Regions from separate parts of the Callithrix jacchus genome. Here region 2 is linked to region 1. A link is a contact called in public Hi-C data. All regions are on one chromosome and are shown on one strand. Each heading gives the region's core, a stretch centred on a gene start, on an enhancer-like site or on the middle of the called end of the contact. The rest is flanking DNA. Distances are from core to core; before and after follow the strand shown. Region 1 has its middle 63 kb from the start of TXLNB. Region 2 overlaps CITED2 (Cbp/p300 interacting transactivator with Glu/Asp rich carboxy-terminal domain 2).

Region 1 (5,130 bases), core at 1,348-3,847:
AATCCCAGCACTTTGGGAGGCCGAGGCAGGATCATCTGAGGTCAGGAATTCAAGACCAGTCTGGTCAACATGGTGAAAATAGAAAATTAGCTGGGCATGGTGGCACCTGCCTATAATCCTAGCTACTTGGGAGGCTGAGGCAGGAGACTTGCTTGAACCTGGGAGGCGGAGGTTGCAGTGAGCCGAGACCACACCATTGCACTGAAGTCTGGGCAACAAGAGTGAAACTCCATCTCAAAAAAAAATTTTAAATGGCATGCAATCACTTTTGCTCATTAGCCCAAAAAACTTTAATACTGATAATACTCAGTATTAGCAAGGATGAGGGCAAATGGGGAAACTCACAAACTGTCAATATGGTATTGGGTCATCTGTCCTTTTCTTGTATATTTGTAGGAGTTCATTCAAAGGGCAATTCGGAAGTATTGATTATCTTTTCCTAATACACAAAAATAAAGTGTTTTTAGCACAGAGCAAACATATCACTTTGCCTGCCCAAGTCCTTTCCTTGGAAAAAACACTTTGTCCTGGATACATGCAGTCTGGATGGGGCCTTTAAGCACAGAGCCCTACCCACTCACCCAGCCCTGGCATCGGGACAGGCCTAAAGCTGTGTTAACACTTGATATACTATTCAGTTTGAAGACAGTGGCAGCTTCAGAATTGCCATAGAAAAGGGGCTTATGGGCTGCGCCTTTTCTACGAGGCAAAAAAAAAAAGCGGGGAAGGAGACTATTTGGCTTGTCATGGAGCTGCACTTTCACACTGATTTTATCCATATGTTATCTGGGGGTTCGTGTGAACTGAAGCTCCTCCAATCCAGTGTGCCCACATGTGCCAAGGTGGGGTCCAATCTAACCTAGCTACTGAGTTTTTCCTGCTGGAATTCTGCCTACCGAGAGGAATAACCTGCATGTAGAATCAAGTGAAGAGGAAGCGAGTGGAGTTGCAAGATGAGAATCTTAATTCTGATAACCATATTTGAGCCCCTGGAACATGTTGATCATTTTAGATCAGTTAGTTTCCCTTTTTTTTTTTTTGGAGACGCAGTTTCACTCTTGTTGCCCAGGCTGGAGTGTAGTGGTGCGATCTTGACTTACTACAACCTCTGCCTCCTGGGTTCAAGCGATTCTCCTGCCTCAGCCTCCCAAGTAGCTAGGATTATAGGCATGCGCTATCCCCTCCCAGGTTCAAGTGATCCTCCTGCCTCAGCCTCCCAAGTAGCTAGGATTACAGGCACCTGTCACTACGCCCAGCTAATTTTTGTATTTTTAGTAGAGACAGGGCTTCATCATGTTGGCTAGGCTGGTCTTGAACTTTTGACCTCAGGTGATCAGCCCGCGTAAGCCTCCCAAAGTGCGCGGATTACACACATGAGCCACCACACCTGGCCTGTTTTATTTTATTTTTTTAATTTATCTGATGTGTTTTAGTTAATTGCATTTCTTCTATAAACTGTCCATTCATATGCAATGCAGGGCTTACAAATGGGAGTGAGACACACAGTAGGAGTGATCATCTCTGGCAGGGAGAAAAACTACCACTCACATTATTTAGGACTGCTGTGCATGATGACAATAAAAGCTTGTGGTTGGTTTTATTGCTATTAAACATTCTCTGATAGACAATGCACCTCCCACCCCATCTTCCATTGCCCTTGCCCACTTTCTTCTGAGTTGTCTTTTTTATTGCTTTGGAGTATTTGTTTTCTGGACATTAATGCTTTGTTGTATTTACTGTGGCTATATTCTCCCATTCTATCTTTGGCTTTTATTTATGTTTACTTGCTCCCTTTAACTTCTGAAGATTATTAATTAACTAGTGTGCCAGGTAATCAATTTGTTATAAAAAGCTCTTCTGGCTAGGCACAGTGGCTCATGCCTATAATCCCAGCACTTTGAGAGGCTGAGACAGGCAGATCACAAGGTCAGGAGTTCGAGAACAGCCTGACCAACATGTTGAAACCCTTTCTCTACTAAAAATAAAAAAATTAGCTGGGCATGATGGTGCATGCCTGTAATCCCAGCTACTCAGGAAGCTGAGGCAGGAGAATTGCTTGAACCCAGGAGGCAGAGGTTGCAGTGAGCTGAGATTGCACCACTGCACTCTAGCCTGGGTGACAGAGTGAGTCTCTGTCTAAAAAAAAAAAAAAAGCTCTCATTCTCCTTCCTCTGGGTATTGCTTTAAATTACTCCCAGATGAATTGAAGGACTTCAGTATTGGTTTTCTTATAAGGGGCAAGGGAGAAGCCAGATGGTCCACCTAAAACTATATGGCTAGTCAGTGCTAAATATTTTGAGGAGATGAATTGTATCACAGCAAAAAATCTCTTGGCATAAAGACTGAGTTACGGGCATGGCTGATGGACCAGTAGGGTCCGCAATCAGCCCTGGTTTGCTACCTTCTGACTCACTGATTAAAACATAAATGGATTAGGCACTATTTCTCTTTGGCTTTTGGTTCAGGGAAACTATTCAGAGGTTTGATTTCAGCTGGATAACAGCAGAGAAAAAGGAGACTGGAACTCTGCCTCCAAGGACGCCACCCTAGTTAAAGATAGTAACCATGTGAAGAGCTCCTCCCCTGCTGAGGCAGGCTGGAATCAATTTAGCCTGTTTGCTACCATGTCGTGTGCTCCAAGCTCTGCAGCTGGTCTCTGCGAGGAATGGCATGGAGAATTTCTCAAGGCATACTCCTTGCCTTGCCTGGGGATGGAGCTGTGAGTCCATGGAGCTGTGAGTCCATGACAACTGTCATATTGGCTGATGGTGCATGCAATTATTTCATGAATAGCTGATACTATATTTGCAGCCTCGCACACCTGCCTGTTTGTTCAGAAGCCAAAAAAATGTGAGCCTTGTGACATTGTAAGCAAAAGAGGATTAGTCGAGCAAACAAAAGTCTGCAGCAAGATGTGATCCTATGAAAGAGTACCTAGCCACGTGACTCAAATTACGTCTGCAGTGTTTCAGCTTTTCAGTACCCAGCCCCAACACACACACACATTGTAAACTTGCACATAACCATCACCCTTACAAGGGCTGTATCACTTTATCATGCATAAATACAGTCACATGCAACTGTAAGCCTTCACATAGAACTACATACATACAATGCACTCCCACAAGACTACACATACTGGCACGTCTTACACACAAATACTCATACATACCCTCACACACAAGTACACACTGACACATAAATACATGAACACACAAACAACCACACACACATTTCATAAAACCACTATTGTCTAGCAAGAACTTATGCTTTCTACTTGGAGATCTGGATATAATGTGTAATAAAAATGCTCTCAGACGTTTTCTTCTTGTTTTTTAGTTGCTAAACATTTAGGGGTGAACGAGACAGCTTGAAGTCTCTTCCCAAGCCCTTCCCATGGTACCTAGTTCCTATCACTGGTAGTGGGAGGAGGCCTCAGGCCTGAGTCACACAACAAGGTGCTCTGATCCAGAGCAGACAGGGTCCTGAAACCCTTTGCTTGGCCTTGTAACCACTGTCACTCCAGGGGCTAGCACAGATGCAGGGAAGGCCCTCAATGTACGTCGAATAAATCCTTCATCCTCCCTATTTAATTTTTAAACTTAAAAAAAGTAATAAGAGTAATTTCTTTTCTCTTCTTTCTTGCCTGACTTAACAGAAGTAACCCAAATGATATGCAGGTCTTGTAGAATAAAACCCTCCCTGGAAGGGGGGAACTTCATAATCTCTTGAGATTTTAATCAGGCACCAAAATCCTTACATATATAGTAAGGAATCTCTAGTCCAAGGTTCTCATTTTATAGGTGAGTGAACTGAGGCCCAGAGATGTTAAGTAATTTATCCAAAGCCACCAAGCTAGCTGGCCGCAGAGCAGGGACTAGGCATTCAATAACCTGATTCCTGGATGAGTACTATCCTTGATTAAACTTGGATCATTTTATTCCAGGAATAACTTGTTGATAAGAATGGTAAGAAGACAAAGGAACTGAATGTGAATTTCTTTACTCAGAGCATTACAATAGTCTGACTGAGGAATTATACTGGTTTGGGTAGAGCATTTACTACAGTCTAATAAGTCTGGCCTATGGTATCACACTATGTATTAATCTGTTCTCACACTGCTATAAAGAACTGCCCATTAAACCTCTTTCCTTTATAAAGAGATTTAAAGACTCACCGTTCCATATGGCTGGAACTGGATATGGGGAGGCCTCAGGAAACTTACAATCATGGCGGAAGTGGAAGCAGACACATCTTACATGGCAGCAGGCCAGAGACAGCATGTATGAAGGAGGAGCTGTCAAACACTTATAGAACCATCAGATCGGCTGAGCACGGTGGCTTACACCTGTAATCCCAGCACTTTGGGAAGCCAAGGTGGGCAGATCACAAGGTCAAGAGATTGAGACCATCCTGACCAACATGGTAAAACCTAATCTCTACTAATAAAGTACAAAAATTAGTTGGGTGTGATGGCGTTCACCTGTAGTCCCAGCTACTCAGGAGGCTGAGCCAGGATAATTGCTTGAACCTGGGAGGCAGAGGTTGCAGTGAGCCAAGATCTTGTCTCTGCGCTCCAGCCTGGGTGACAGAGTGAGATTTTGTCTCTAAAGAAAAGCAACCCATCAGATCTCATAAGAACTCACTCACTATCATGAGAACAGCACAGGAGAAACTGCTGCCATGATTTAATCACCTTCCATCCAGTCCCTCCCTCAACACATGGGGATTTTAGGGATAACAATTCAAGATGAGATTTGGGTGGGGACACAGAGCCAAATCATGTTATACTGGTAGTACTCTCATCTAATATATATTTAATCTCATGACTTTAGATATGATTAAAGTAGGCTGGGCGTGGCTCACATATGTAATCCCAGCACTTTAGGAGGCCAAGGCAGGAAAATCATGAGGTCAAGATATTGAGACCATCCTGGCCAAGATAGTGAAACCCCATCTCTACTAAAATACAAAAATTAGCTGGGTGTGATGGCATGTACCTCCAGCTACTCGGAAGACTGAGGCAGGAGAACTGCTTAAAGCTGGGAGGCAAAGGTTGCAGTGAGCCAAGATCATGCCACTGCACTTCAGCCTGGTGCCTAGCAAAAGAGCAAGACTCTGTCTCAAAAA
Region 2 (5,130 bases), core at 1,427-3,926, 150 kb after region 1:
ACCAGTGGCTTATGAGAGTAAATCACCACCACTAACAGCAATAAAATTCTATGGCCTAGTGACTAAGGAAATCACAAGGCCAAATTTTATACCAATCCATAGAGAAACCCAAAGAGAAAAGACTCCAACAGCCTCCAATCCCATTTTCTTCACTGTAGCATATGTTCGTAGAAACAGTTTTGACAACCTGGAGTTGGCTGACTTTTCCTGATTTTATGCTAGTTTGACTTGCACTCAAGCCTACATTTTGCTCCCCACTCAGCTTTCAAGACTGGACAGGCAGAATTCTTTGAGCATTACTAAGTTTTCAAAAGCCACTCGGCTATGTGCATATCTGCTGCAAAGTGCACCACACTAACCTTGCCTTGCTGCAGGCTCCTCAGGAGACAGATTCCCCTGTCAGCTTTGTTCAGCAACCCAAAATGTAATCAAGTAACCACTCTACTGTAGAGGGAAGAAAGGGAAGGATTTCAGGGCTGAGCACAATGGTGATGCCATGGGAAAATTCCAAGAATTCCGTGATCCATGGTCCTCACCCCTGGTTGCACCCCTGCCTCACTAATCTTTCAGATTAGTTCAGCCTAATGAAAACTAGTAACATATAAAGCAAGTAATAATACTCATCGTCCATCTTTCTTTCATGTGCTTTTTGCTCACTCTGCAAGTCCTGATTTAGCCAAGCTGAATTCTCAAAAAGCCCCACCAACTGCCTCCTGGGGCAGATTCATTTAGTGCTCACCTAGGGAAAGGAAGTAACTGATAAGAATCCAGCCGCTAAAAGGAATTTGTTCATAGATGGTATGGAAAAGGTTGGTCTGATAGTTTCTCTTTCCCAAGGATCATGGATTCAATTCCTCAACGCAACAGACTTATTTTCTTCCCTTTTCTTTCATTGTGTTTACAAATGTCAAAATATGACAGAAATTCACGCTAGCCACTCTTAGAGATTTTTTTTCACAATTTAGCATTATTTATGAGTTTAATTTCTTCCTGAGAAGGAAAGTTCTTTATTTCAGATGTCTTACTATTTTTCAAAAATATAGGTGGGTCTTACTACAAGGCGAACTAAAATTGTTAGCAGTATTTGATAGAAAATATTCTTATGTTTCCTTTTCCAGTTTAAATTAAAAGTATGACTACCAGGAAAAAAAAAAAAAAAGAATCACTTTTCTCCTTGCTGCATAAAAATAGGTCAAGTAATTTAAGCCAGTCCATTGCAATTAAAATTCTGACATTGCCATTGTTCCTTCTATTCTAGAGGGAAAAGACAACCAGAACCCATGATAATAGGGGTTCATTGGCTAAGTCATTTGATGTGCTACCTATTGTTCTCCTGTGGAGGCTCAGCCTCAACCTGCCTGGGAGCGCTGATTTTGATGATAGCGGTACAGTACCAAAATGATAAATACCAGCTCTCAAGCATGCATTTCTGAAGAAGTGTAATACGGCTTTCATGCTAGCAAAACAGTACCATTGCAGAGAAAAAAATCGCCACTGGCATGGGTCCTAAATTCCTTGAATTCTATATTTATTTATTTTTTGGAGACAATGTTATCTGCCCAGTTTATTTTAAAGTAAATTTTCCTGACTCAATTAGACAGCAAGACTCATCCTCATTAAAGATCCTGCAGTCCTTTCACGAGATTAGGGCCCGGTGGCTTGGTCACATTCCAGTGTGGATAATTACATTCTGCATTCTTGGATACTTCCCTCCACCTTTCCAACCTCATACCGTCAAATGCATTGTTATCTACCCTTCCAGCGAAGCAACAGTCCTGTTGTGGGGTGCCGAGGATTTGCCGTCCCCTCATAGTTTACAGGCTAAAGCATTGGCCCAAACCACTGCTCATTACACTTTTAAAAGAAAATCCCTTAGGTAATGCATATTTTCAGCTAAGAGGCAAATCTCATTGATGCACACTTAATCATAGGATAAGCTTTTTGGTAAATAAAATATTCTTATTTTATAAAGGATGTTTATTTTGGAATCTTCTTGGGTTAAAAAAAAATGTGTTGCTCGAATATGTGCTGTTTGCTCCAAGGAGAAAACAAAGTCTTCAGAAATGGCAACAAAACAACAATAAAGAGAAAAACCTCTTGAGGAAACAGGTTTTCATTGACCTTCCAAATAAATTCCACAAGGGGGCGAAAACACCTAATGGTCTGGGACTGTAAAGTTTCTATTTCAGAGCTGGCCACCCATAATAGATTAGTGGATTAATATTTTTCTCTAAAGGATCTGGCCTTTAATGTTGACATCAATTTATAGCCATCCCAGGCGTTTACAGTAGTAAAAGTCATGGAGACCATAAACTTCACAATGGATGTCAGCCTTCTGCTACTAGTGCTCTAGCCCAGCACCCCCATAAACAGTGGTGATTAGGTAACCGTTCTTCAAAGACCCATCCATAGCTCTAACGTCTTTATCAGCTCCTGCAAAGATACTGTCACGAGGATTTTATCAGGCACAAGACAGAGGTACACGTTTTTATTAATGTGGACTTGTTTTTCTGACATGTAGCTATGAGGTTGTGCTGTGGCTTATCATTGATCTCTTCTTGAAAAATCAAGCATGGAGTGTCTATTTTTGGGCAAAGCTTAAAGAACAGAAGCTCTCTTGTATCATATTAGAACTTTTTGACAAACAGCCAAGGTACAGAGGTCAAATTTCCCCATATGCTATAAGCAACTTAGTAGGAAGCAAGACCACAAAAGGTTTTGCAAATGTCTGCCAGTAGCCGGGTGATCTAGGTCACTGTACAGGTTTCATTAATCAGGTTGTTCAAACAAGGAGTTATTTTTCTCTGCTTAAGAGACCTGCAGATATCACATAGAATCTGCTCAATTGTTGATCAAGAAAGAGTTTTTAATGAAACAGAGATCATTCAAGTGAATGGGGGTGGGGGAGCATTTGTATTTGCACTGAAGACAAATTGTGCTTTTTAGCCCAGCTCCTCTGTTTGAGTCCTCTGTTCTGGTAGGGATGGGCTCAAGCTCTAATAATAGTTCCCTGGGCTCTGCAGCTCTACATACGTGTTCCGGCGTTTGAGCAGCAGGAGGAATTTAGTGACAGAGCAGGTGTTGTGGCTTATTCCCTGGCAGAATAAATGGTGAAGGGTGGTGGCAAGACAATTCTTTTGCTTCTTTATGCAAAAAACAATGCCTTTAATCGCTTTCCTTTTTTCCTGGCACTAGTGAAAAAGGACTGGAATTGCTGGATTAATACGTATGCAAACATATTTTTTCACTTGAACCTCTGGAAAAAAGAAAAACTTACTGTGAAAATGCTTAGCCAGAAAGATTTATTGCTGATTGCAGATTTAGTATTGACATGTCTTAGCTGAAGAAAACTTCAGCTTTAACTATTAATGTGGAAATCTGGATCAGCTTTTAAAGCGGGTTAAAAAAGAGTTTTGGATGATTCAGTGTATTTTCAGAAATTATTTATTTGAACATAATTTTAAATAAGAAAGTGTCAGTTACAGAGGTATAAAAAACCCAGTGGAGTGTGTACATTTTAATTTTACATGGCCTGCCTTGGAAATAGAATTACAGAATGTAGGTGATCTGAATTCCACTTAAAGCAGCCTTTATGCCCAACTTACTCTCTCAGAATACTTCTAAATACCCAGTCCTCCTGACTTCTTATAAAATATGCAATTTAAGATGAGAATCTAAGTTTAAATGTTCTTTTAAAGCATTATTTATAAAATTTTTCTCAATCTACATTTTTGACTTCCCTTAGTAAGTTACGTCCAAAAGTCTGCATTTTTTTTTCTTTAAGGTGGGTGTGTTGCTCTTATAAACATGAGGTAAGCCATGAAAACATGAAAGAGAAAACAAAATAAAATTCCTTCTCCTTCCACCTGGGATAATCTGATTTTTAAAATATTTCTTTTTCCTTCGCTGGATTATATAAGGCAAAACTTGACACCCACTTACTTAATTGTAGCTATGGTCTTGGTAAATCATCTCTCTAAGTAAAATTAAAATATTTTAGGTGTTTGCATCCCGTTCATCTAACAGGAAAGGCTCAGAATTCAGGAAAACGGGGCATGCTTAAGAGGGAACATCTTGTAAAGATTGTAATTTGACCTTTGAGTCAACCTGAGTAAATTTTAAATATTGCAGGACAAAATAGAAAGCCTCAAGGCGGAATTCTGCTCCTTCTTCCTCTTAAAACTATGAACCAGTCAGATACTATTTCAGAGATTACACTAGAAAATGTGTACCTATCCTTGGCACTTTTGCTGCGTAAACTCTCATCACTGGAGATAAAGGTAGATTTATATTTAATGCCACCCCCATCCATCAGTATATTATTCTAATCTACCTCCATTTAAGTAGTTCAATCAGGTATAAACAGAAACACTTCATTTTTCCCTCCTGCCCATTGAAAAAGATAATGTTGAGTATTGCAAACCTTTCTAACTCTGGAGTACACTTGAATATGATGGCAATTAAGAAAAAAAAAAGCACTATGACAACTTTGCAGCTTTTGATTAAAGCACACCAAGAGGCATGTTACAATGATAACAATGAAGCATTATGCCAATTATGTTAAATCCTGCTCTCCGCTTAAGCTCATCATGACCTGTTTTAGTGTCCTGTAATTTATCCTTTGGAATGCTTACTCTCATCAATAAAGTGTTCAACTTGGGGGGGGGGAAAAAGCCACCAAAGAGAACCACCACCCCCCAAATGACTTCTAGAAAACGAGTTATTTCTTAACTTTTTATTGACATTGGCAAATTAAAATAGAATAAATTAACAAGTATTTTTTCAAAAAAATGTTTTGTACAAAAATACTGTCAAAATTTCCTAAAAAGCTTTCAACACAGTAGTATCTTTTCATGTACTGAATATAACTATTAGCACAGTGTCAAAAATGTTGAAGACAGAAACAAAATAAAAATCTGTGAAATGTTTGCCACTGACGACATTCCACACCCTATTATCATCTGTACATATGGGGGGGGAGGGAGAGACAGCCAACTTGAAAGTGAACAGTATGACTTTTCCTGATCCAGAACAGTTTGGCCCACATCTGTTTAATCTTCCAGTTTAGCATATTTTAAAAATTAGTCTGTACTCAAATGCATAGTTAAAAAAATGAAGCGAGATGGCAGA

Evidence for each region. A called contact is a pair of places that touch in the nucleus more often than the background predicts.
Region 2: a contact with region 1 is called in a Hi-C map of skeletal muscle, with 8 times the contacts expected there. The contact joins two enhancer-like sites. A contact is called at or near these places in 3 of 3 Hi-C or Micro-C datasets (induced pluripotent stem cells and skeletal muscle).

What each region holds. Positions count from the first base shown.
Region 1 is chr4:146,007,759-146,012,888 of calJac240_pri, forward strand. No RefSeq gene overlaps it. Among named protein-coding and RNA genes, the nearest start is that of TXLNB, 63 kb to the right of the region's middle. Within about 2 kb of position 2,598, at least 2 of the 16 cell types and tissues checked have an H3K27ac peak or open chromatin away from gene starts, as enhancers often do. A contact at or near this core is called in skeletal muscle, where this site is marked.
Region 2 is chr4:146,155,610-146,160,739 of calJac240_pri, forward strand. CITED2 (Cbp/p300 interacting transactivator with Glu/Asp rich carboxy-terminal domain 2) reads right to left here. Exons shown (of 2, transcript XM_035296871.3): 2 at 4,724-5,130. Among named protein-coding and RNA genes, the nearest start is that of CITED2, 4.5 kb to the right of the region's middle. Within about 2 kb of position 2,677, at least 9 of the 16 cell types and tissues checked have an H3K27ac peak or open chromatin away from gene starts, as enhancers often do. A contact at or near this core is called in skeletal muscle, where this site is marked.